Regions from separate parts of the Mus musculus genome. Here regions 2, 3 and 4 are each linked to region 1. A link is a contact called in public HiChIP or PLAC-seq and promoter capture Hi-C data. All regions are on one chromosome and are shown on one strand. Each heading gives the region's core, a stretch centred on a gene start, on an enhancer-like site or on the middle of the called end of the contact. The rest is flanking DNA. Distances are from core to core; before and after follow the strand shown.

Region 1 (6,623 bases), core at 2,484-4,983:
AAGAATCCCTTCTCTCTGCCCCTCAGCACCTTCTGGGAGGCTCTGCGCTGGTGCCATGAGGTCGCAGCACGGGAAACACTCCAGAGCCAACTGCTTCCTTCTCCAAACAATGCAGGATCCTGCTAACCAGGCTGAAATCTGGGACAGAACACAGGAGGCGGGACCAGGTTCCCTGGCACAAGTCACCACCAACTCTGGGACCCTTGCATGGTCCCACTCAACAGCCCAGGTTCCCCAAGGACAAGCAAGCTCTCCTGCTCAGACCTGGATCACAGGCAGGGTAAAGAATCCAAGGGGCAGGGAAGACCCCCAGAAGAGAATTCAGGGTGTGTGTGAGAGAATACATTTTTGGTTTGCAATTAAGAGTAAAATGGGGATAAGGAAGGTCTTTGCAATAGTAAGCGATGGCTGGTTGATTTGGGTTTTGTTGGTACAGGGGACAGAATCCAGGGCCTTAAGCATGCTATGTGTGCCCTGCCACCCCGTCCCCCACCGAGCTGTGCCCAACCCCAGGAAGGGGTTTGAAGAGGGTATGAGTTTGGAAAGGATCTGACTTAGGGCTGGGCCTGGGGTGACAAGGTTGGAAGGCCCAGTAAAGGCAGGTGATAGAGAATAATAAAACAAATAAAAGCACAGAGAACAAGAAAAAGAAAAAAGTCTTGTGAAGTAGCCCCCAACATCAAAATAATAGCCCCAATGAATTTCCTACACGTGCCTGGCTTTGAAGAAGGGATGTTTAGGATTTGGATCTGAACAGGGGGAATAGAGAACTGGAACGTTCTCCAGGAAGACAGGAGGCTGACACTTCAACCTCATAACTCACATCAACTGTCCACCTTTCCTAGCAACTACTAACATGCCGGCTCACGCTGGAGAGGAGAGAGCTGGGGAAAGAAGTCAGCTGTCTTCCCTGAGCTGGCTGCCTGTCAAGTTCCTCCACCACGAAGTGTCCCATCTCAGCAGGGCTGTCAATGATCCTTCTCTGCCTTTTCCATCCTCCTTGGCTACAAATGTATCCAAATGTGTCTACCAGGAGGAAGTGAAGCCTCTCACCCCATAAGGCAAAGGACTCCCGGATGAGTTTCAGACACAGAGGGAAGAGAGTATGGGGCGGTCCCTAGAGTTATTCCTGAGCAACAGGAAGGGCAATTAGAACTGTTAGGTAGGTCGAGGCAGAAGGGTCCTTCTCTAGAAAGCCAAGACGAATGTTCAGTGTCTAGAGGGCTTGGCTAAGAGCTCCAGAATGCACGGGGTCTACTTTTCTACAGGTTCTCTCTTCCTCCCCAGGAGGTAGTCCTTTCTCTCGGACTGTATTTCTTGCCAGAGATGGAACAGGGGGCATCCCGTGCACTAGGACAAATACCCTACCACTGACCTTTATCCCAGCCCTGAGAAACTGTGTGCAGAGCTGAAATGAACTGGAGACTTAGAGGTACGCGGCTAGAGACAGTTAAGGGGAACGTGTCAGAGTTCCTCATTCAATGACCACCTATCAACTTAGCCCAGCATTTAGGGTCTTGGGGGTTCTGCTTCCCAGGACCCAGCACTGAATGAGCCACACATCTCCACGGGCATCTTTCCCTTCTACCTGATTCCATCCACCCTCCTCCACAGGGCTTCTGGCAGGTCCATTTCTTGCTTAATACATTTTCTTCCCAAAGCTCTTTGCCTCAGTTTCCCTTCTTCTCCCATCCCAGCTCTGAGACCAAGAAGAAAGCACGGGATGACGTTAGATGTGAAGGACAGAGGGTGGCTGCACAGGCTTGCCTGACAGGGCAAAGTCTCTTTCCTCATCGCAGGCAGAAAATTAGGGGTGGCAGCTAGACAAGACAGTCCCCGACATGACATGACTGAAGGCCACTGAGTAAACTGTTTTCCTGGGCACAGCTGCCTCCTGACCCTCTTGTCCTCCTCCCACAACTGAAACAAGTTAGAGACAGGGGTGGGGGAGGATACATAATCTAGTTTCAGAGAAAAACTTTCCCAATCCCGGCCTGGCAAGCTCTTGAAGGCAGAGGAGGGCTGTAAGATGCTACGAAGCTGTTGTCCTCAGTGAGAGGCAAACCTGACAGGAAGTCACAAAATCTCACCCCTTCTCAAGTTAGGGACCCAGCCCAATTCAACCCCATGACCCCAGCGTGAAGCCTGGGCAAGTCTTGAACTGGGGACTCATGGAAGAGGAAAAACAGCTGACAGAAATAGGGACGAGGGGCATGCAATTCCCCCAAAACAACACAGCAGCCCAAACCTAACTAATATACAAAGTGTATGTATGAAGTGAGACAGGGCTGGGCTTTACACATTTACTAAATGAGCAGGATTGGGGGCATGGTCATAACCCCCATCCCAACCTCCAACTCTCCTTCCAACCCAAACTGTGATCAAGCCTGAAATCGGGGAGACAGAGCTTCCTCTGAACCCCTCCCCAGCGTTCCAGACCATTCTCCAGTCTCTTCCAGAATGATGACATCTGACGTTTTTCCTCTCATCTTAAAGCTCCCAGGAATTAAGAAGGGAAAGCCAGCCATAAGCGTCACCAGACCCCTCCATCCCTCAACCGGGCTCCTGACTGAGGCCCTCAGCGGGGAGCTGCTCACTTCGGAACCCAGGCAGGCAGCCCAGGATTCTGGACCCGGGCCTCCATGCCTGGGATGCAGGGCTCATTCCACACCCAAACAGGGGGCCCTGCCTATCCCCACCCACAGCTTTCTCGGCCTGCCTGCCCTTTGGCCAGCAGGGCACCCCTAGCCGGCTTTGCCTTCCAGCCTTCAGAGTCCACTGCAAAAGGCCCTCCGCCCCCTTTTGCAGCGGTACACAGCAAATCCGGATTCCTTCACAATTCAGATGGGGGTGGGGGGGCGGGAGGGTGGAGGATGTAGGGGAGGCAGAGGCCCTCCCGTACCAGAGATAGGAAGAGAAGGCCTCTTAATCCCAAGATCAGAAAAAGGGGGAGCCCTCTTTTCCTACCCAGGCCTCTGGTCTTTGTCTGAGCTGGGGGGCCCTGGAAGCATCATTTGTCCCAGGCTCCCATCCCCCAAATCAGACCCCATCCCCGCCCCCAGTCAGGCCTCTGCTGTGTCAGCTGGACTGGGATAACAAAAGGCACCCCCTCCCGCGTCTCCCTTCCCCATCCAGACGCAGGAGTGGGGGTTGGGGAGGGGGAGCCCCCAGGGGTCCATGGGGGCCGCCGGAATCTCACTCACCATCCATAGTGGCCCCGGAGACCAGAGCTGAAAGCAGCGGCAGCAGCAGCAGCAACGGCGGGGTCAGCATGGTGTGGGCCGATGCAAACAGCAGCCCCCACCCTCTGGTCCTGTTACTTCTTGTCCTCGCCCCCCCCAATTGGGGGGTCCCCCTTTATCTTCCTCTCCCCGACTCTTCTATTCTTATCCTTTCCTTAAGCAAAGCGAACCAGGGGCATAGGTGAAATGGTACAGTTCCGAGCCCCCTGGGAAGGGCCTGCTGACGCGGGTGCGCCCCCTGCCCCCAAATTCGAACCCTTCACCCCTGCTTTACTCCTCGCTCCTCTCCCCCTCCCAGGGCGAAGCTCACAGCCCCATCTCGGAGCCGCCTCTGGCTGCAAAAATGCACAATTGGGAGGAGGCGGGGTGGGGGGTGGGGGGCGTGGACCCGATGGGGGTGCCTTGGTAGGGGCCTGATGGAGCACTAGGGGCTCCCCCGTTTCCGCCTCCTCAGTGCACTGGCCTGGAGCTCGCACCGCTGCTCCCCTGACTGAAGTGCCGCGGGGGGGGGGGGTGGGGGGGAGGAGGGAGGGGGGTGTTCAGAGGGGAGAGGGAGGGGACAGGGAGAGGAGGGAAGGAGGGAAGGGGCGGGGAAAGAAAAAAAGAGGTGGGGGGGGGGGGAGAAAGAGCTACGCGGCAATCCTGACAGTGCGCATGCGCTGATTTGGCGCGCTGCCCTGGGGAGGGGGAGTCGGAGGCGCTACAAGCTTTGGAGTTCTGGGAAGCGGTCCGAGAGTGGGAGTCCCCGGGCACCCTGTCCTCTAACTGCGTCTACCTCATCCCAGCGCTCCCTAGAGCCGGTAGAGCCAAGGGTGGGAATGGGGTAAGGGGCAAGGAGAGCTGCGCTCTAGTGCCTCTTTAAAACTCTATGTCACACCCCAGGATTTCAGATCCCCTCAGTGGGGTCCCGAGCCGCTGTCTAGGCGGAGGCCTGATTTCCTTGGGGAAACCCAGACAGTGCCTCCCTAGCCTAGGGTGGGGGCAGGGGTGGCCGGTCCGCCGGGAAGGTGCGGGAAAGGCTGAGCTTTGATTTGGAGACTTTGTAAGAACCGGTCTGGGATTGGGGCCTGCGTCCTCAGGAGGCGGAGTGAAGGAGTGGCCACATGGACCCGCCCCCACCTCGCTCCAGGGCTCAGAGTAAACAGGGACACCCGCGGGGACACGCTGCAGCTTGTCGGCCCGCCTTGGGCTCAGGGATGGAGCCCACCTTAGTACCCGCCCAGCCCTGCTCGCCTGGCACGGGGCGCAGGAGAGGCAGGCTCTGGTTTGGAGAGAGGTGACTCACCAGAGGGTGGGGTTGGGGTAGAGCCATCCCCTTTCGCCCTGAGAGGTCAGGCTCGATTTTTTTTTTGTTTGTTTGTTTTGTTTTTGATACCTTCTGACTGGCCTCCCACCAAGTCAGGGTTTCAGATGCCAAACTACAGGGAGTTGGAATGAAGGACTCCAGAGCTCCGCTACCAGACACCAGTCCTAGGGGGCTGTGTGCTGAGTGCCGGACCTTTGTCCCCAGTCTCAGTCGGTTTGGGAACGGTACTCTGGAGTCCAGAAAGCATCGGGCGGTTCCTAGGGCCGGCGAACGTGCTTCCGGCCACTGCCCTCTTGTGGGCGACGTTTGAAGACTGTAACCCTTAGTGTCTGACTTTCTCTGTGACCTGAAGTGAAAGTTCTGGAAAGCTCAGCAGGCGACATCCCTGGCTAGAGATGAACTTTAAAGACCAGGGACCAGTACACTAACTCCACAGGAGTGACCCCCACACACACTCCAGCCTGTCACTGGCAGAAAATAGACTTGTCCATTAATGACTGAGAGCCTTTCTTCAATGAGAGCTTATGCGGCTCACGGACAGGCTAACTGTATAGTCTCCCAGGCTGGACTCTCAGGATCCATCTTTCCTCCGTCCAGTTTCCAGCCTGTGCTCAAGTAGAGGCCTGATGTCTTTCTTCCTTTTGAAATATACTGAAGGTTTCCTCCTCCTCCTCTTCCTTCTCCTCCTCCTCTTCTTCTTCCTCTTCTTCCTCCTCCTCCTGTTCCTCCTCCTCCTGTTCCTCCTCCTCCTCCTTTTTTTTTTTTTTTTTTTTTTTCTAGCACAGGGTTTCTCTCAGCAGGGGTGGTCTGTTATTCTTTTATCCAGCTTCCATGGCCTAATACAGTGCCAGGCCCAGGCATGGAGTCACTAAATATTTTTAGTGGATGCTCACAGGCTTCTGCTAGGTCTCCACCCAATATTGTGGTCCAAGCAAAATCTGGTTGAAACTGACCTCAGGCAACGTTGACAGGGAAAAAAAAAAAGATATCAATAGCTACCATGCAGCTTGTAGCCTGAGAAGGCTAAGAGCCTGCCGCTTGGCTTACACAGATGAATCTTCTTCCTGACCTTCTCACCTCGCGTCTCTTCCATGGACCTGTCCTGGGTATTTCCGATAACACTCATCCTTTTATTCTTTGTCTCAGTGGCTACCCTTCAAAACAACAACCACATTAAAAAAGAAAAGAAAAGAGAAATGAAGAAAAGAAAAAGGAAGAAAGAAAAAAGAAAGAAAGAAAAGAAAAGAGACGTGGGGCTGGAGAGATGGCTCAGAGCTCTTGCTGTTCTTACTAAGGTCCTAAGTGTCCAGCACACACATTGGGTTGGCTCATAACTGTTTGTAACTCCAGCTCCAAAGGGTCTGATGCCTTCTTGTGGCCTCCATGGGGACCTGCACACAGGTGCACACTTCTACACACAGATATGAATAAAAAAAATTTTTTTAAAGACTATTTTATTTGGGGGCTGGAGAGATGGCTCAGCGGTTAAGAGCACTGCACTGACAGCTCTTCCAGAGGTACTGAGTTCAATTCCCAGCAACCACATGGTGGCTGGAGACCATCTGTAATGGGATCCGATGCCCTCTTCTGGTATGCAGGTAGATGAGCAGACAGAACACTCAGGTTAAATAGATAGATAGATAGATAGATATTTATACAATGTTCTGCCTGTATATATGCCTACAAGCCAGAAGAGGGCACCAGACTACATTACAGATAGTTATAAGACACCATGTGGTTGCTGGGAATTGAACTCAGGACCTCTGGGCGAGCAGCAAATGCCCTTAACTTCTGAGCCATCTCTCCAGCCTCTAAAAAAAATTTTTAAAAGATTTTTGTTTTTATTGTTTTTAACTATATTCATGTGTGAGTATGTAGAGACCTAAGGCATCAGGTCCCCTGCTTGAGCTGACGCCACCACCACCTAACTTGGGTGCTGGGAACACAACTCTTGTCACCTGGAAGAGCAGGTTCTTAACCACCAAGCCATGCCTCCAGCACCCTTGCCACCTCTTAGGAAGCCTCTTCCAAGGACTGGGATGTAGTTCAGACCACTGAGCACTCACCTGGCATGC
Region 2 (6,623 bases), core at 1,560-4,059, 750 kb after region 1:
ATGTGCATGGACTGGAGATGGAGCTTAGCATCAATGGTAGATCTTACTTGGCATATGGGAAGCCTTAGGCTCAGTCCCCAGCACCACATACATGTGTGGTGCTAGAGCAATGGCTGTTCTTGCAGAGGACCCAGGTTTGATCCCCAGCACCCACATTGGGGAGCTCAGGAATGCCCTGCTGTCTTTTTAAATATGTGACTCCAAGCATGGTATCCACAAGCCTTTAATCCCAGTACTAGAGAGGCAGATGGATTTCTAAATTCAAGAACAGCCAGGGCTACACAAAGAAACCCTGTCTTGATAAACACCAAAACCAATCATTGTTATTTACTATATAGGTGGCAATCATAGGAAAGATAGCTAAACAGTGAGTTCCAAGACAGCCAAGGCTACATAGAAAAATCCCAACTTGAGTATTTTACATCTATTTGTGTATGGGAGCATGTATGCCAGTTTGTACTAGAAGTCAGAAACCAACCTCCAGCAATTGGCTCTCCCCTTCCACCGTGCAGATCCAGAGGGGTGAAACTCAAGTCATGAACCTTGGCCGTAAGTATCCTCACCTCAAATGCCATTTCACCACCACCATCTTTTTAGATAAATTTAACTTTATAGCCTGCAGTGCAGGTTAGTGGGCTGAAACTGATAAGGATCCTCCTGCCTAGGGCTGCTAAAGTTGTAAGCTTCTACCACCACCAAATTTTAAAAAAATGAATGTGTATGTTTTGGGGAGGGGATGTACACATGAGTGCAGGTGCCCACAGAATCCAGAACAGGACACAAGATCCTCTGGAGCTGAAGTCACAGGCTGCCTAGTGTAGGTGCTAGGAACTAAACTCAGCAGTGCAGGCTCCTAGACATTAACCCATTTCTCCAACCTCCCGCCCCAATATTTTTAGTTAAAAAAATTTTTTTTTCATTATTTTATGTGCACGAGTGTTTTGCCTCCATGTTTATCTGTGTATCAAACATGCTCCCGCTTGAGGTTGCAGTATGCCTCCAGGTGGGGCTGGGAAACAAACTCGACCCTTTGCAGCAACGAGTGTTCATCACTGAGCCAACTCTCCAGTCCCTTATAGTTTAAATTTTTTAAAGCATTTTTGCTATAGCTGGACATGGTGGTGCACGCCTTTAATCTCAGCACTTGGGAGACCGGCCAGCCAAGTCTAAATAATGATACCGATTATCAAAATAAAACAAAAGCCTGACATCCTGGTAGCCAGTAAAGTCCATTTAGTCCCAGTGCTTAGGAGGCAGAAGCAGGCAGATCTCTGAGTTTTAGCCCAGCCTAGACTACATAGTTCCAAGGTAGATACCCAGAGGTATGTCTTGAGACCTTGGCTCAAACAACAATAACAAAAAGCTGTGACTTAATTAAGTCCTGTAATAAGTGGTTTCTTAGCATGTTCAATCCCCAGCACTGCAGAAAAACAGCAGCATGGTGGCACATGTCTATAATCTCAGCTCTAGGGAGGTAGGTGGAGGCAAGATATAAGTTCAAAGTCTTCTTGACTGTATATCAAGTTCAAGGCCAACCCTAGGCTATGTGAGAGCCTGTCTCAAAATGTGTGTGTGTGAGATACCTATGATGCAGCTCTGGCTATGTAGTCCGTGGAAGCTTCAAGCTTAGATTACAGGCTGTACTACCTAGTCGGTTACCTTTCTATGATGTAACACAATTCTAGACTAATACACGTGCAGAACAACTAAGGTGGGAAATTTAGGTTGAAAGGCTGGCAGCGAAAACGTTGCTGGGGAGACAAGTGGCCCAATATGAATCTTACCCACTACTGGTACATGGTTATTTATTTGAAGGGGAAAAAAAGGAATGCTCACCCCATGATCCTACGCTCCGAGTAAGCCTTTCGCTTGTTGGTAAAGGGGGCAGCAAAGCCCATGAAGGAACGACTATGAGGTAGGCCAGCCTCCGCTGCCAAGGCCTGGGCAGCGCGAGGCAAGAAGAGATTACAGGAAATCAGAAACCTAGCGCCAAAAAGAAAGGAGAGGCAGCGTCACGATTCTTTTTTTGTATTCAACCACTTCAGGTGAAGGGGAAGAGGGATGCATCACAGAGGAAGGTCGTTGGTTCGGGCAAGCTTTTCTGCCCCTAGCACCTGCTGCAGCTAGCTGGGCTGGCTGGCCAGGCAGTCACGAGTGCGAAAGGTCGAGGGCGGCTGAGGACAGGGCCAGGGGTGGGGATGGGAAAAAGAAGGGCACGTCCTAAGTGCCAGCTGCCTTTGAGGCAACACTACTGCTGCAAGCAAACTGAAGCATCTCTGACGCCAGGGTCAGGCCAGGCACATCAAAGCCAGAACGCCGGCGAAGGCCAAGAAGTGGCTGGCACGCACCCGCCCCGAGCATCTAGCTTGTACGCGTATCTCCAGAACTCCATTCGAACTCCCAGGGCACCACCAATGCCAGCCCTTCTCCGGCCTGCCGTCTAAGGGCTGCCACCCTCCACCGCTGAACTTCGGGGTGCCGGGCGACCCCCTCCGGTCCTGCGCGGACGTCTGTGCCTGCCTCTCACCTCATTGGACGCGGCGGCCGCGGAGGGCCCGGGGGCGGGGTCGGGACGGAGCGCGCGCCCCGGCAGAGCGAGAAGCCGCAGCAGCTCCGGGCGGCCGCGCGCGTCGGGGCCGGGAGCCTCCGCGCGCCCGCAGAGGCCATGCGCGCGCCCCTGCCTGGCACTCCCGGCGGCGGCGAGCTGTAGGGGAGGCCGGGCAGGAAGGGCGGCGCGAGCTCCGGCTGCCTTCGCCCTGCTCCGGCCCGCGCGCCGGATAGGCTGTCACTGAAGCGGTGACCGCAGCTCTGGGTCCCCTCACGTCACGCCGTTGCCAGGGATCGGGAGGAGGGAGCGCGAGGAAGGAAGGGACAACGCTGCCTGTCGGGAGATGTAGTTTCTTTGACACCTCTGGCGTGAAAGAAAGGGCGCTGGGTGCGTGTCGGAGGAGCTGCAGAGATGGCTCGGGGGAGCGAGATCGCCTGGCACAAACTACTTGGCGAGTCTGTGGTCACAGGACCTGATACGTAGACGCAGAGGCGACGTCGTGGGCGTGTCAACGGCAGATGGCTGTCGATGTCCAGAGGAACGTTTCTCAGAGCCCTTTAGAAGGAGAGGCTCTTTTCATCCTACTGGCCTTTGCAGTGCCTGCTGCCGGTTTATGTCTTTGGAAAAGGATATTAACTTTGCAAGTTCTGGGCTGACTTGTATAATCTCTCCTAGATCTACACGCCCTTCCCCCTTCCTCCCCTTCTCGTTATTCGAGACAAGACAATTCAGGCCTTGAATTTGCAGTGCTCCTTCATGAACGTCCCTAGGAGCAGAATTTCCTCCCTAATATTTATGGAAAGAAGTCTGAGGCAGAAGCAGGAGGGTTGCCACGAGTTCCAGGCCAGCCTGGGCTACCTACCCAGTTTTAGAGTAGCCAGCTCTAAACAAGAAGCAAGCCCTACTGTCAGACCAAACCAAACATAAGACATGGTTTGTTTGTTCTTTGAGACGCCCTCGCTATATAAGCTTGGTTGCCCTGGAACTCTTGGATATCGTCCTGACTCTTAGCTGCTGAGATTACAGACATGCATGCTCTCCAGGAGGGCTTTGGGGTGTCATGATCTTGCTCTGTAACCTGCACTGACCTTGAACTCATATGCACCTTCTTGCTGCCACTTCCCAGTTGCTGGAATTACAGGTGTGAGCTACTACTAGCCAAAATTTACTTTTAGAAAAAAGCACCATCACTGTCGGGGAAAAATGTGTACTCAATGGAGGACGAGACATCACAGGCAGAAAGCCCAAAGGTGAATACTACGTCCCAGGATTCAAGGAAAAAACAAGCGCTCTTGGGAAAAGTATGACCAAAGGAAAAAGAGAGAAGAGAAATAAACTACAAATTAGAAAGAGATTAGCCTAGACGGGTGCAAGAGCAAGCAAAATTCTCCCGACTGTCACAGAGCAAGCTCTGCTTTCCCTACGCTGGGTTAAAGCTCCCCACATTGATTCGAGCTTTGCCTGACAAAGGAAATGTGCTGGCAGGAAGAAGACAGGCAATCAAAGCTACATTGTGATACAAGTCAAATGCTTTACACAAATAAGGTCATAGACTCAGAGTCAAGACGAGGCTAGCCAGATGGCTCAGTGGGTAGGGGTGCTTGCCACCCAGTTTGCTCTGAATTCAATCCTCAGGACTCCCCCCCCCCCCCCCGCCCCCATGGAGAGAACCAGCTAAACACACATCACACAACACACATGTGCGTCTCCCACACCCACACACACACCATAAACATACATACACATTCTCATGCACACACACACATTCACATTTATACACTCACACACATACACATTCTCACACACACACCATGCACACACACATACTCATTCTCATGCACACACACACACACACACACACACACACACACACACGAGAGCATGAAACCTCCAGATGCAGAATGAGTGCATTTCTAACACTTTTCCTTCCAAGCTCTTCAGAGAGAGCCTGCTGTGTCCTCATTCCCACGTCCCTTCCCTTCCTTCCAGTTCAAAGGTGGTGTTCCTTCTGCGTATGACCTTGAAGGGCAGCCTACTCCTTCCAGCTTCAGTCTCTAGTCTGAACCCACCTCCTCTGACGTCTGAGACAGCTGCTCGGAGTGAGGAGTAAGGTTGGGCAAAAGAGGGAAGTTAACTGGGATATATGGCTGAACTGTGACCTCATTAACACCACCTTAACAGAGTTAACTGCCTCAGAAGCCCTAAGGCCCAGGAGCCCTACAAAACCAATGTGCTTGCTGTTCTCCAAGTAATTAAATAGCTAATTACTCCCATTTAATCCTTCCCTAGTTCATTCTCCTCACCTCTTGTTGTCCTCCTGACATTTTACACCAATAACTTCTTTTAAGTACTGACTTCAGAACACCTCCTCCAGGAAGACTCTCTTGACTGAACCCATATCAGTACTGCTCTGAATACCGGATTTCATAAAAATAAGCATGTATCGTATATCTTCTCCTTGTTTTATGTGTTGTGTTATACTTCCTGGGCTGCAAACATTTCAAAAAGAGACACTTGCCATAACTTTTCTTTAAAAACACAAACAAAAAACTTTTGTTTGGGAGCTGGAGAGATGACTCAGAGGTTAAGAGCACTGGCTGCTCTTCCAGAGGTCCGGAGTTCAGTTCCCAGAAACCACATGGTGGCTGACAACCATCTATAATGGGATCTGATGCTCTCTTCTGGCATGTAGGCATACCTACAGGTAGAACACTCGTATACATAAAAAGTAAAATAAAACCTTTTGTTTGGTTTTGAGATAAGGTCTCATATAGGCCAGGCTTTCTTCAAACTCATAATTTAACTAAGCAAGGCTGACCTTGAACTCCTGATATCCCGCTTCACGAGTGCTGAGGTTACTGGCTTGTGTTGCCATACTTGACTATAACTTATTTGTTCGTTTTGAGTCAGGGTTTCTCTACTTAGCCCAGGCTGTCCAGGAACTTCCTACATAGGCCAGGGTGGCCTCAAACCCTCAGAGATCTGCCTGCCTTTGCCTTCCACATGCTGGGGCTAAAGGTATTTGCCACCATACACAGTTAAGCTGAAACTTCTAAGTTTCTACCTACTGACCAGTTAGTATGGTAAAGTATATATACTGAGTATTTACATTTGTTTTTTTGTTTGTTTGTTTGTTTGTTTGTTTGTTTTCGAGACAAGGTTTCTCTGTATAGCCCTGGCTGTCCTGGAGCTCACTTTGTAGACCAGGCTGGCCTCGAACTCAGAAATCCGCCTGCCTCTGCCTCCTGAGTGCTGGGACTAAAGGTGTGCGCCACCACGCCCGGCTGAATATTTACATTTGTTATCGTTGTGGGGTACCCATCAGAGAAGACTACTCAGTCATAGGTTTAAGCCAATAGAAAGTCTTTATTAGCCGGTTGGCAGCTACACTGGGTGTCTGGATTCCAGTGTTACTCCTAGTCTTTCTCAGGGTGATTTTTTAAAAAGATTTATTTATTTTTATGTATATGGGCAGACTGTAGCTATACAGGTGATCCTTCATGTGGTTGTTGGGGATTGAATTTAGGACCTCTGCCCGCTCCTGTCAAGCCTGCTCTCTCTGACCCAAAGAGTTATTTATTATTACAAATAAGTACACTGTAGCTGTATTCAGACACACCAGAAGAGGGCGCCAGATCCCATTACAGATTACGGAACTGTGAGCCACCATGTGGTTGTGGGATTTGAACTCAGGACCTTCTGAAGAGCAGTCAGTGCTCTTACCCGCTGAGCCATCTCACCAGCCCTCAGGGTGATCTTTTAAAGCGCAGAAACTATGTCCTGGTTGACATACTTCAGTTAACCAGAAAAGTTAGGGGGGGGGGAATACAAAAGCCAAAAAGCAAAGTTAGCATATTTAGGGACTTGCCCAGAACTATAGACTTTGATGGATTAAGCCCTTTATTTTCATTTTGGCAAGTAAACTATCTGTGTGCCAAATTTTCTGGATTGAATGATACTTCCATCATGGAGTTGGTTGTACTAAGGTCTGGAGGGCCTGTCATGTTTTGTTTTTTTTTTTTTTCAGTGAACTTTTTTTTTTTAAGATTTATTTATTTATTATATGTAAGTACAC
Region 3 (6,623 bases), core at 2,576-5,075, 720 kb after region 1:
ACATATATGTCTTTGTAAAGGTGCCATATCTCCTGGAACTGAAGTTAGAGACAGTTGTAAGGTGCCATGTGGATGCTAGGAATTGAACCCAGGTCCTTTGGAAAAACAGCTAGTGCTGAGACATCTCTTCAGCCCCCCACCCCCACCCCTTTTTGTGACACAGGGTTTCTCTGGCTGTCCTAGAACTTGCTTGGTTTACAAGGCTGGTCTTGAATTCAGAGATTGACATGCCCCTGCCTCAAGAATACTGAGATTCAAAGCATTTTCCATACCTGGTCTCATTATTCTATTTTATAGATAAAGAAGCAAGTTCAGAGAGGTTAAGTGGTCTTGCTAGTCAACAAGGAACCGAGAATCCATCTATGATCATCTTAGCCAGTGATCTGTCTGCTACACCTCACTTTAGGAAGTACAGTCTGCATGTATTCTCTAGTAGTTGTATAAAGTAGTATTTCTAAGATGTGTTTGCAAACCCCCCTGGGAGCTTGGATGTGCGAGTGCAGGGTTCTAACAATCACCAGTGTAGAAGCATTGCGTCCTCTGGTCCCCTTTTCCAGACTGTTTCTCATCAGACTCCCATTTTGAGGGTTAGGAAAGAGGATAGTCAGGGCTGAATTGTCTAAAAGAAGCAGCCTGATTTAGAGCTGGGTGCAGTAGTACATGCCTGTTGCCTGAGTTTTTCGAAAGGATGAGGCAGAAGGATTGCTTGAGTTTAGGAATTTGAAGTCAGCCTGGGCAATAGTTTAAGACCCTGTTTCTTCAAAATATTTTAGGGTTGAGGTTGTAGTTCACGTGTTTAATGCTCTCCTAGTATTCATGAGCTCTGCTATCTTGTTCACCAAAGTCATTTCAGCTGCTACACCGTTCTCTCTCTCTCTCTCCCTCTCTCTCTCTCTGTCTCTGTCTCTGTCTCTCTCTTCCTTATCTGTATATGTTCTAGGGTGGGTGTCTCCAGTTCCTTACGTCAGTTATGGATGTGCAAAGGTTTTACAGATGGGCGAAACTGCATAGTTCTTATCTTTTAAAGTACCTTTATAGCAACACATTGTGCTGATGTCTCCAGGAGACTGCAGACAGTGATTCCCGGGTGTGGTTCAGTGGAACGACATTTGCCCAGTATGCAGGGTGCCTTGGATTCCTGGTAGCTAGGGAGTAGATGGTAAAGCTTGGCAGAGCTTGACGTGAGCTCTGGAATGAGGTTGTGAATTCTAGCTAGGCCAGCTATGAGCAATGGCCCTTGGCCGGACATTTTATCTGAGTTGCCTTCTCTTTAAAGGTACTATTACCTACATATTATAGAGTTGCAAGGATTAATTAAGGTGACTCATGCACTATAGTTAGATAGTGACTTGAAACAGTAAGCACTGCATTGTAGCTTTGTTCAGCTAAGCGTGGCAGTGTGTGTGTGCCTGGGATCCAGGAGGATCACAAGTTCTCCACCAACTTAAGCAATTTAGCGAGATTTTTTTTTTGCCTCAAAATAAATTTAATTTTTCTTTTAGATAGGATCTCTTTATATACTCCAGGCCATCCTTGAACTTACTGTGTAGCCAAAGATGACCTTGAACTCCAGAGTTTCCTGCTTCCACCTCCCAAATGTTGGGGTTATAGATACATGTGCCATTCCTGGTTCCTCACCATTTTTAAAAACAGGGCTTTGATGTAGCTCATGGCTTAGCATATGTGAGACTCATGTAACCATATACACGTTCCTGTACACACACACACATACAGAGAGAGAGAGAGAGAGAGAGAGAGAGAGAGAGAGAGAGAGAGAGAGAGAGAGAGAGAGCAAACTACTGTCTACTGTCTACTGAAGTTTGTTTACCTATAGGAGATAATGTTAAGACGATTCTAGAGCCCGAATTCTCCCACTTGATCTTGACCACCAGGGGGCACCGTTGTCCCTGAGCATTTTGAATCTTCCCAAGGTCACAATTATGTCAAGTCTTTTCTGTGGCCCCTTCCTGTTCTCATGCAGGTATATTTGGACCTAGAGTTTTCTTAGCTGTTATATTCATGCCAGTCTTAACTTTCCCACCTATGTTCAGAAAGAAACTGTAGGGCTAGGGGTGTGGTTTGATGTTTGAGTATTAGTAATAGCATGTTACAAACCGCATTCACTCCCAGCAATGAGGGACAGACTGATACAGACTCAGCTTTTGGGCGAAACCACTTAACCCCCTTCATCTCTGGGCTTTCACATTGATTTTATAACAATGGACATCAGGATTAAATAACTTCAAATAAATAAAAATTGGACGTTAAAGTACAGAATCCTATCAAGGGGCTTAAAAAGGATGGCATTCTCTCTGTAGTTATTAAAACTCCAGTTACCATTATGGCCACCCAATAATTGTCCCTTCAGCAGCCTCACCTGATGGGGACAGCCTCTGGTTACTTACGGCACTGGAGTTCAGGCCTCTGATCTGCTAGCTAGTCTCTGTGGATAATTAACTATGGGGGAAGGAACCAGGTCAGACTATTCTGGGGTTATGAGGAAACCCCATGTGAGATGCTAAATTGGGAGCCAATATTGATCAGTGAAGCTTTGAAGTCCCCGGGGAGGTGGTCTAAGGTTATTGCTTCTCAAGAGGCGCAGCTTCTCTTGATAAAGTTCTCTCATAAGAACTACCTGACTTCCAAGCTAGAACAACACTACTGGGCAGATATGAATATGTATATGAGAAAACTTGAGGAAATAGGGGTTTTCTTTCTCTTTTCCAAGTCTAAGCCACAAACTACATCCTCTATAAACAAGGACTATCTGAACTTGGCTTACATGGATACTGAGACCTCTGCACTTTGTTACTGTCATGTGGTGAGATAAAAGGATTGTACATTTGAGGCTTGGTGGTTACAGATAAGGTGCTCTGATCATTGGGTCAGCTTCTCTCCACCCTTAGGCCAATTTCACAGTAGGCACAGGAAAGTACAGAAGTTCTGAGGTGTTCTACCCCGGGGCATTTAAGAGTGATGTGTAAGATCATTAAATCCTTGTGTCATTCACTGCAATGTTTTCTGAGGGAGAAATAAGAGAGAGAGCCAAGTAGGATAAACGTCCTCGAGTCCTTTGGAAATACTGTGAATGATGGGACGAAAAGAGAGTGTCTAACACCTGATCTTGAGTGGAGAGTTGCAGCTCCTGATCCTGTGTCTGAGGTGGGCTGGCTCTATGGGGTTTTATGATATGGGGTTTTATGAAGAATGTCAGAATCATAAGGCCCAGGACCCAAAGACTGAAAGGTTCCTTCATATTAAGGGGGCTTTTGTAAGACTTAGACTCCATATAGTTCACAAACATCACTAAACATTCAGGCTTCTGGTTTTGCTCTTCTCCACATAACGGGGTCAGTATCTGTAATTTCAAGATTTCTTCTGTTCACAAATGACCATCAAGCAACTAACTCTGGCATCATAGCGGGCTTTCTGCGTGATGTCACCTCCACGGCCATGAAGTCATTAACCAAAGACATTCTTTAAGAAAGCATGCCAAGCAGGTAGAGGAAGTGCAATGGTCAGTTGCAGTGTTCAGTGACCTTCAAACGTCGCGTGCTGGAGCTTTATCTTCAGCATTCTCCGGAGAACCCGAAATGTGTTAAGGGCAAAGGGAAAAGCCAAAGAAGGAAGTTAACTGAGTTCTCAGGCACATCCTTAGACACCTACAATCCCTTTCCCACCCACTCCTAATTAGCCTAATCCGTACGGTCCAATCCTCCCCGCGATAACATCTGTCAAAGGCTCAGATCCCGCCCCTCTTCCATTTTGGGCCAATGGTCGAGGCCGGGGTGGGTCGCCGGAGGGGGGCGGGCTCAAGTTTCGGGCAGAGGGCGGGGCCTCGCCGAGGACCCTGGGCTGGGCGCCTGTGCCGGTTTGTCTACCCTTCCCCTCAGCCGCCTCCTTTCAACCTTGTCCGCCGGTTGGCGCGGTCTCCATCACAGCGGCGACCGCTCCTGTTGCAGCTGTAGCTCTCTCCCTTCGGTCCCTTCCCGCCAGGTCCCGGAGTTTCGCCCGCCATGGCTCTACTCACTGCAGCAACCCGGCTCTTGGGAGCCAAGGTGAGCTTAAAGGAGGGAGCGCGCCGTGGCGCGCGGGGTGGGGCTGAGGCGACCGCAGGGCCTCCGGCACCGGCTCTCCCTCCCACACCGGAGCGCAGCCCTCCGCGCCTTAAAGGGGCCCGACCCTGGCGAGCCGCCAACCCTTCCCAGAGCTCCTAGGCCATGTGCTGCGTGCCCTTCCGGCTAAGGTGAACGCTGCCGGCCCCGGCCTGCAGCCCCCGGCGGCCGGGAGGCCCGCCTTCTGTCATATCAAGTATCCAAGGTGCAAGCGAGGGATGCAGGGCCCTGGCTGCAAGGCCAGAGAGCAAAGATGTGGCGTGGTCCCCCGAATTAGGGAGAGAACTGTTGGAGGAGGAGTGGGGGATGTATAAATATGCTCACTTGGTCACTGGGGCTAATTTGGGCTCTGCTTTGTAGGGTGAGTCCTGTCAGGACCTGTTTCTTTCCTCACTGTAATTGAAGCCTGTAAGTGACCCCGCCGTTTTAGTTTTGTTAGGGGACTAGAGCCCCCCAGCTCCTCTTTGTCCTTGGGACTCCTGCACTTAATGTATATAGGAGGAGCTTGAATAGGGTGGGGCATTTCTGTTAAACCTGCTGATTATGTATCACATCAGGCTCTAGGTAGAACCAGAAAGGTTGTTCCTCCAAGCTACAGGCCAATAAATGAAGACAGGCGTGAGGTAGTAACACCAAGGTCACATGACTCAATTCTACTACCTACCAGGAGTACTTCCCCTTATTCCCTGGCGGCCCTTTAATTTGATGGTTTGCCTTTTGAATTCTGAAGTTCAAGTCCAAGTAGGGATAACTCTTAATTTCACGTTATCACTACTTTTTTGCTCAGCATAACTTGGGCCTTTAAACAGAGACCCAGCTATGCTGAGGGAATTTCAGCTCTAACCCAAGTGGGGACAGTCCCACAAATGACCTTGGCTTCTGTTTTAGTTTTAAAGGAACTAATAGGTTTTTCTCATCAGTAGATAGTTTGAAGCAAAGTACACCTGGAGGAAAGAAAAGACTTAGAATGGTATTAACTTTCTGTGTGAGATGCATAGTTGTCAGATGTACCACAAAACTTGTAGGGTTTATCTTGGGGCTTTTCTGTGTCTGGCAACAAGGTAGAGACTGGTTATTTGGTAGACACTTGTCTTACTTGGCTGTTGCTACTGCTGCTGCCAGGGAACTGGGTAAGGAAACCTCTTGGGAAATGAAGCAAGTTCTAGACGGTGTTTGGCAGAATGGTGGACCTATAATTAGATCGGTTCAGGAGCTGCTAACCCAGACCAGATAGTCTAACACAACAGTGAACTTGAAAAAGCCTTTGGTTTTACTTTTTTTTTAGTTTATCTTGCTTCATAAAGCCCTAGGAAATGTCATAATGCTTTGGGAGGGTGACTGGGCCACATTTGTGTTGTCATTCTTTACTTTTATGTTAGAAGTGAAGTTGAGGATCCCAGAAACTTTGCTAGTCTTTTGTACTCTGTTGGTCAAGTTGCTTGAGTTGCTTGAATCTCAGTGTGCCTTGCACTGAGCATGATGGTACGTGGCTGTAATCCCAACACTGAGGAAACGGAGACAGTGGGTACATAGTAAGTTTGAGGCCATCCTGAGCTACCTGCTTCTCCCAAGAGGTGAGGCTTACTCTTGAAATCAGCAAGGGCAGCCAGGTGGTGATGTCACACACCTTTGCCTGCAATCCCAGAGGCAGGTGGATCTCTGTGATCTGGAGCTGGAGACCAGCCTGGTCTACAGAGTGAGTTCCAGGATAGCCAAGACGACACAGAGAAACTTTGTATACAAAAAACAAAAAACAAAAAACAAAACAAAAAAACCCAAAACAACAACAAAAAAATCAGCAAAGCCCAGAAACAGGACATGGGGACTCTCAACTGTAAAACAAACACTGGGAGGCTTAGACAGGAGGATCATTACAAATTCAAGGACATCCTGGGCTTCACAGATGCACAGACTGCACAAGTGTGAGTGATTGCTGTGTAAGCATAAGGATTGAGTTCAAATCCCTACCTCCACCTAAAGGCCACGTTTAGTTACATCACCTATGACCCTTATTGTGCTGCGGTCGAGGGAAGAGTGGAGTCAGATGGAACCTCAGGGTATCCTTTGCCAGTCAGTCTGTCAGGAACCAGGTTTTAAGGAGACTTTCTATTCAGATTTTAATAATAAGGTGAAGACCAGTGGAGGAAGACACCTGAAGTCACAGACACACAGGGAATGAGAACAGCAACAATAAAACAAAAACACAAAACTGTCAAAGTCTAACAAAGTTAAGGAGTAGAACCTGGAGAGGGCCATGCAGCATAACTGGGAGTCTGGGGAGCCTTTCAGCATATCAGCATTGCTCTTATCTGCCTAAGCTTTCTAAATTAGACCCGTTCCCTTAGTCATTGGTGACCAGTTTTACTTTTTAATACTAAGAGACTTTAAAGACTGGTGGTGGTGCACATCTTTAATCTCAGCACAAGGGGGCGTAGAGGCAGGCTGATCTCTGAGTTTGAGGCCAGCCTGGTCTACAGAGTTCCAGGATGGAGGAAGCTACACAGAGAA
Region 4 (6,623 bases), core at 2,655-5,154, 560 kb before region 1:
GCGCCCAGCCGCAGCCGCCTCCCCCGCCCCCCCGGGGCTGCGGCTCGGCCCGGGGCCGCCCCCCGCCCGTCAGCACCAGCAGCTTCAGCTCGTTCAGGAACATGCGGAGCCGAGACTTGAGCATCGTCCGGGCGCCGGGGGGCGGGGGGCGGCGAGCGAGGGGGGCTCCCGAGCGGCGGGGGGAGGGGCGAGGAGCAGGCCGGGAAGGGGGCGCGCGCCGGAGCGCAGGACCGGGCCGGGGTCTCCGCGGCCTGCAAGCGCTGTTCACTGCTGCCGCCGCCGGGGCACCAGGGCTCGCGGGGCCGAGAGGGCCGTCAGCCCGCGGACGGCAGGGTGGGCAGGCATGGCCCGAGCAGGAGCAGGGGCAGGGGGCGGGGAGGGGGCTCAGGGTGCCGCGCCCCGCGGGTCGGGGTCCGGAGCCGGCCGGGCACCGGGGCTTATGCGCCCCGGTCCTCCTGCGGCGGGGCCGCCCCCCATCGTCGTCCTCTCGGCCCCAGTCCCGCTCCGACTGCCGGATCCGGCTCGGTTCGGCCCGTGCGTTCGGCGGTAGCAAATGGCGGCTCCTTCCGGCGGCGGCGGCGGCGGAGACCCCCCCGGAGCGGCGGGCGGGCGGGGCGGGAGCCGGGGAGCCGGTGAGGGATGGAGGGAGGGGTGGGGCGGGGAGGGGGAGCGGAGGAGAAGGGGCCGCGGCTGCGCATCCCCGCCCTGCCCAGCACGAGCAGGTGTCCCCAGGGGCGGGGCGAGTGTGCGAGACGCGGGAGGAGGGAGGGAGAGGAGTGGCCAACGAAGGGGAGTGTGTACCGGGGTGGAAGAATAGGTGTGTGCGCGCGGGTGGGGGTGAGGATGGAAGTTGAGTCCTCGAAGGCTGCAGGTGTAACGGGGCACAGAGGTGTATGCATAATGGGCGTGTGCAAAGAAAGCTCTGCAGGGAGTCGGGTGTGAGGAGGGTGAGGATGGACCCTAACAACACACAAAAGATGGTAAAGGGTGCTGGGTGCGGGATTGTGAGATGCTGGCTGGTGTGCAGGAATGGAGTCAGATTGTGTGAGAAGCAAGCGATTGATTCTAGCATGTGAAGGTGGCGAGTGAGCAGAAAGGATGCCCGAGGAATGGGCGTGTCTTTCATGACACCCACCTGCCCTCAGCTCCACTGCTCTGAAGCGAAAGCCACACAAGCACGCTTAAATCTTTGTTTTAAATTGACCCCTAGTGCTACTGCTGGGCCTGTCAGCTTTTTGATCTGCTTTGTATTTACACCCACCCTCTCAGCCCCTTTGTGAAACTGAAGGAAAGAAAGGGATTCCCGGAGAGCCCACTGGGTCAAAGACACTGAGAAAAAAATTAATTAGCAAAAGAGTAATTAACAGAAAAGGGAGGGAATGAGCAAGTTGAAAAGTCGAACCAGGGACAGATTGCCAAATTAAGACTCCTCAATGGAAAGTGGCTGCAAAGACAATTTCGGCACAGCATCTAGTTGCTGTGGATGGACAGATGAATGAAGGGGGTGTGGGGGCGCAAGTCAGTGACTTAAGCAGACAAAGAAGATAGCTTCTGTAAGGACAGGAAGCTGCAGTGGGGTCCTATGGGCGGCAAAATGAAGCAGGGAGTACCTGTGTTGGGAGTTGAATGCGCTCACAGACAGCTAAAAAACCCAAACAGCCCTAGGAACATAGCCAAAGAAACACCCACCTCTCCAGCCCCTTAGCCAATTTAGGCCTGGATTTTTTTTTTTTCTTTCTGCTCTTGTTGGCAAGGCAAGAAGCATCGAGGCAGCAGCAGGAGATGTGTCTGATGCACACCTTCTGTGGTGTGGTGCTTGACTGTGATTTACATGAATCCTCAATTTACATTCACATTCTCATATACATTCCCTCCCCCAACCCCCTCTCAGTCAAGGTTTCAACTTGTAGTCCTGGCTAGCTGGGAATTCACTAAGTAAACTAGGCTGGCATGAACTCACAGAAATCCACCTGCTTCTGCCCCAGTCCTCTGGGATTAAAAGCATGTGCCACCATAACCCATCACTGTTACGTTGTCGACCAGAAAAGTAAGAAGTTAGAATGGAATACACAGCAAAACAGGTAATAAAATAGTTTTAGCCTGGGTGTGGTGGCTCAGGTCTAGAACCCAAGCATGTGGACATTGCAGAGTCTGAGGCCAGCCTGGGCTACCTGGCAAGAAAGATCCAGTCTCAAAGAAAGAAAAGACAGAGAAAGGAAAAGAGAGAAAGAAAAGAAAAAAAAAGTGGTGCATACCTTTAACCTTAGTTCTTGGGAGATGGAGCAGGAGGATCAAGTATTTGAGGCTAGCTACGTGTCCATTTCAAGACCAACCTGGGCTATATGAGACCTTGTTCCATTAAAACAAAACAAATATCCACAATAAAATAAATCAGAGCCAAAATCGTTGCTCATGCCTATAAAAACAGCATTTAGGGGCTTTAGCACAAAAATTGCAATTAATTTGAGACCAGCCTCAACTCTAGTGTCTCAAATATGATTTTAGAATTTAGGGTTCAGGAATATAGCTCAGTGACTGAACCCATGCTTACTGCATATAAAAACACTAACTCCAAGCCGGGTGTGGTGGCACACGCCTTTAATCCCAGCACTCAGGAGGCAGAGGCAGGCAGATTTCCAAGTTCGAGGCCAGCCTAGTCTACAGAGTGAGTTCCAGGACAGCCAGGGCTACACAGAGAAACCCTGTCTCGAAAATCCAAAAAACCAACCAAACAAACAAACAAAAAAACACTAACTCCAATCCCCAGCACCCCCACCCCAAATCAATTTAAAATAGCTCTAGATTTTAGGCAATTTTTCACAAATGGGAACATGGTCCTTCATCCCATATCCCTAAGAGGTGGGAGACAATAAAGGAGTTGGAGCAGACGAAATCGTCACACAGATCTACCTCTGTCTAACTAGATTTCTGTAGGCAGACCATTTAGGAAACGCTGATCAGATCAAGAATATGTTCTAAGCTGGACTGGGGAAAAAATAGGAACATGACCCCAACGAGGAGTTGCAGGTTTGCAAAAGGACACGTCATCTTCCAGCAATGTGGTGGTGACTGACCCTGGACATGCTTACCCTGTCATCTGTTTATGCAATCACATATATATGTAGCAATCTTAGTGTAAAGACTCTTGTAAAATCAAGAACCCCTATTTTCAATCACTTCTTGCTGCTTTTAATATTCCTGGGGAGGTTTACAGGTTGGGAAGAGGGAGGGCATTAAATTGCTGCCCCCCCATACCCATACAGTGGCTTATTATATTTCCTTCTGTCCATCTTTTAATCCTAGTTTCCTCCTCAGATAGAAATTATTTATTCCCTGTTTTATAAGACCACAATTACCTATACTAGTTATCTTTATCATCACTTCAAAGGGCGAGTGACTGAGACACCAAAACAAAAACATCGCATACCAACTGGAAGGAAGCACTTAGTAAAATTGTGTTGAATGAATGAGTAAAAGAAAGACACAAATACGAATGTTTCCCCATGGCGGTGGAGTGGAAATGTTACAGCACCATTTCTGGCACCAGGATCTCCCACTAACACCTCGACCTCCCGCCCACTCAGAGACCCATAGTGAGACTGAAGATGCGCTCTGGCTCGGCCTTGAGCCCAGAGTTGAGAGCTGGTTGGCCCGGTTGCCATGACACCGCCTTGTGCTCCACCCTCTCTCGCCCCCACACACCCCCTCGGCAGTCAGGGTATGGCAGCCAGTCACGTGCCACACAGCGTAACCACACCTCTGCTTCCCAGCGCAAAGTCAAGGGGTCACGTGGGATAGCAACAGGTCACGTGGCCGTCAGGGCCCCGCCCCCTTCCCCACCACACCCCTCCCATCAAAGCAGCCCGGGTTGCCCACTGCGCAAGGGTGAAGATCACGTGTCCAGAACGTCCGGCGCCCGCCCCGCCCCCCGGGTTTCCGCGCGCCTCTCTGGCAGCTGGTCACATGGTGAGGGTGGGGGTGAGGGGGCCTCTCTAGCTCGCGGCCTGTGTCTATGGTCTGGCCCGAAGCGTCCAGCTGCCCGGGACCGATCCCCGGTGTATGGCGCCGCAGGAACCGGCTCCCGGGCCCAGATAAAGGGCCACCTCCAGAGCTCTTAGCCGAGCGTAAGGTGAGTGCAGTCTCATCCAGGATCGGGGGACCAGTCCCCGCCACCACCAGCACCCTCCAGCTCCCCACGCGTGCGCGTCGCTGGCTGATTATGGAAGGTGGCCCAATGGCGGGAAGTGGGGCCTTTGTGGTCGCGGGCAAGGGTGTGATTTTGGAGAGTGAAGTGCAGAATCTTCGGTGCAAACCCTGTGCACTGTGTGATCCTCTTTGTGCCTAGTGCGATGTCCTCCGAAAGGAAAGAAAGCATTCTTTTTCTTCCTCCGGGACAAAACGTGGCCGGAGGAGGAGGGTTTGATGGGAGTCTTTGTGTTACCTAAGGCGCGGGCCCTGGAAGTGTGGAGGGGTGGGATGTTGCTGATCGCGTTGGCGAGGTCTTGTGCAGGAGTTCCTTTGTTACCGCCGGGTCATCCCCCTCCTAACCGTGAGAGTGAGTTTGGTATTAGAAGCCTCTGTGATTGTAGATCCCCTGCTTCGAGAATGGCTGCCACTCGATATGAACCCGTGGCTGAAATTGGTGTCGGTGCCTATGGGACGGTGTACAAAGCCCGAGATCCCCACAGTGGCCACTTTGTGGCCCTCAAGAGTGTGAGAGTTCCTAATGGAGGAGCAGCTGGAGGGGGCCTTCCCGTCAGCACAGTTCGTGAGGTGGCCTTGTTAAGGAGGCTGGAGGCCTTTGAACATCCCAATGTTGTACGGTGAGAAGGTTGGATTGGGAGTGGGGCGGAGAGGACAATAGGACCCGTAAGGCAGGAGTGGGACCCTAGAACGCCAGAGGCCACGTTGAGACAAAGGGGACGACTAGCTGGTGATCATTTGTTCTTCTCAGGCTGATGGATGTCTGTGCTACTTCCCGAACTGATCGGGACATCAAGGTCACCCTAGTGTTTGAGCATATAGACCAGGACCTGAGGACATACCTGGACAAAGCACCTCCACCGGGCCTGCCGGTTGAGACCATTAAGGTGAGTAGGGGTGGGGCTGGGGGCGAGGGTGGACCGATCTTTGCAATAGAAGTTGTTGGGATTTTGAAGTGATACATAGTTTCCGGTGTTCTGTGCTTTCTTCTTGAAAAACAGGATCTAATGCGTCAGTTTCTAAGCGGCCTGGATTTTCTTCATGCAAACTGCATTGTTCACCGGGACCTGAAGCCAGAGAACATTCTAGTGACAAGTAATGGGACCGTCAAGCTGGCTGACTTTGGCCTAGCTAGAATCTACAGCTACCAGATGGCCCTCACGCCTGTGGTCAGTAAAAGGCGTTAGCCGACTAGGTTGTGATAGGGGTAGCTCTTGGTGGTTTCCCATAGCAACTGAGGAGTCTTGTACATGAAGTTTTCAGAGCCAGGCAGGTCTGGTTCGTGAGGTCGACACTCACTCATTTCTACTATTCTCTTCAGGTGGTTACGCTCTGGTACCGAGCTCCTGAAGTTCTTCTGCAGTCTACATACGCAACACCCGTGGACATGTGGAGCGTTGGCTGTATCTTTGCAGAGATGTTCCGTCGGAAGTATGGGACTAGAAACTTTTTGTTGTTAATGGTACAGGGTTAGTCCTGGCCGTAGATCAGGTTGGCCTTGAACTCACAGAGCCCTGGGATTAAAGGCATGCGTTACCACCGCCCGTATGGGACTTGAAGCTCTTAACCTACCTTCAGTTGCACATAGCTTTGGCTGCTTGTCTTACTGTGCTAGAGGTTGAAATCAGAACTCACACACACTCAGTAAATGCTTCCGTGCCACTGAACTTCACACTCCGTCGGCCCCCAAGTCTTTTACAGACATGCCTGTTCTTGACCATTCGCTTTTGTGCATGTATGGTACGGGACATCCAGCCTACCCAGTTCATACTGACCACCTTGCCTAGAACCAAGAAACCATATAGGCATGCCCTGGATTTAGGATCTTCCCGTTCCTCGTCTCCACACTCTCTAGTTGGGTCTACATAACGGTTACTCCTCAATTTTTTTTTTCTTTTAAAAATGTATTTATTTCCATGTATGTGAGTACACTCACTGTCTTCAGACACACCAGAAAAGGACTTCAGATTACATTACAGATGGTTGTGAACCACCGTGTGGTTGCTGGGAATTGAACTCAGGACCTCCGGAAGAGCAGTCTTATCTGCTGAGCCGTCTCTCCAGCCCCCACTCCCCTATTTTTGATATAACACATACTTTGAGTCTTTTTCTGCCTTAGGCCTCTCTTCTGTGGAAACTCTGAAGCCGACCAGTTGGGGAAAATCTTTGAGTAAGTATTTGATAAGGAAAAGGAAAGACATTTCCTGCTGCCGCGGAGACAGGAGCTGGGAAAGGCCCCTCCTAACAGAGTTGTCCTGTCCCCACAGTCTCATTGGATTGCCTCCAGAAGACGACTGGCCTCGAGAGGTATCTCTACCTCGAGGAGCCTTTGCCCCCAGAGGGCCTCGGCCAGTGCAGTCAGTGGTGCCAGAGATGGAGGAGTCTGGAGCGCAGCTGCTACTGGTACTGGACCTGGGCGG

The links. Promoter capture Hi-C pulls out the DNA fragments that hold promoters and counts their contacts. HiChIP or PLAC-seq counts read pairs in DNA pulled down with a chosen protein or histone mark.
Region 2: a promoter capture Hi-C map of cranial neural crest shows a contact between it and region 1. The contact joins the promoter of Coq10a here to the promoter of Lrp1 in region 1. A contact is called at or near these places in 1 of 39 promoter capture datasets (cranial neural crest) and 1 of 115 datasets of contacts at active chromatin or transcription factors (pancreatic cancer cells).
Region 3: a contact with region 1 is called in a promoter capture Hi-C map of cranial neural crest. The contact joins the promoter of Cs here to the promoter of Lrp1 in region 1. A contact is called at or near these places in 1 of 39 promoter capture datasets (cranial neural crest) and 1 of 115 datasets of contacts at active chromatin or transcription factors (astrocytes).
Region 4: an H3K4me3 HiChIP or PLAC-seq map of embryonic stem cells shows a contact between it and region 1, with 8 read pairs. The contact joins the promoter of Cdk4 here to the promoter of Lrp1 in region 1. A contact is called at or near these places in 2 of 39 promoter capture datasets (cranial neural crest and embryonic stem cells) and 3 of 115 datasets of contacts at active chromatin or transcription factors (bone marrow-derived macrophages, embryonic stem cells and pancreatic cancer cells).

Annotation. Positions count from the first base shown.
Region 1 is chr10:127,617,415-127,624,037 of GRCm38.p6, forward strand. It overlaps Lrp1 (low density lipoprotein receptor-related protein 1), which reads right to left and starts at 3,734. Exons shown (of 89, transcript NM_008512.2): 1 at 3,204-3,734. The coding sequence starts at 3,273.
Region 2 is chr10:128,366,171-128,372,793 of GRCm38.p6, forward strand. Coq10a (coenzyme Q10A) reads right to left here and starts at 2,810. Exons shown (of 5, transcript NM_001374700.1): 1 at 2,528-2,810; 2 at 1,837-1,983. The coding sequence starts at 2,667.
Region 3 is chr10:128,333,902-128,340,524 of GRCm38.p6, forward strand. Cs (citrate synthase) reads left to right here and starts at 3,826. Exons shown (of 11, transcript NM_026444.4): 1 at 3,826-4,058. The coding sequence starts at 4,017. It overlaps Gm51822 (a long non-coding RNA gene), which reads right to left. Exons shown (of 2, transcript XR_003949053.1): 2 at 3,238-6,623.
Region 4 is chr10:127,059,631-127,066,253 of GRCm38.p6, forward strand. Cdk4 (cyclin-dependent kinase 4) reads left to right here and starts at 3,905. Exons shown (of 8, transcript NM_009870.4): 1 at 3,905-4,129; 2 at 4,590-4,823; 3 at 4,955-5,090; 4 at 5,205-5,372; 5 at 5,525-5,634; 6 at 6,323-6,373; 7 at 6,471-6,606. The coding sequence starts at 4,606. It overlaps Marchf9 (membrane associated ring-CH-type finger 9), which reads right to left and starts at 554. Exons shown (of 4, transcript NM_001033262.2): 1 at 1-554. The coding sequence starts at 124.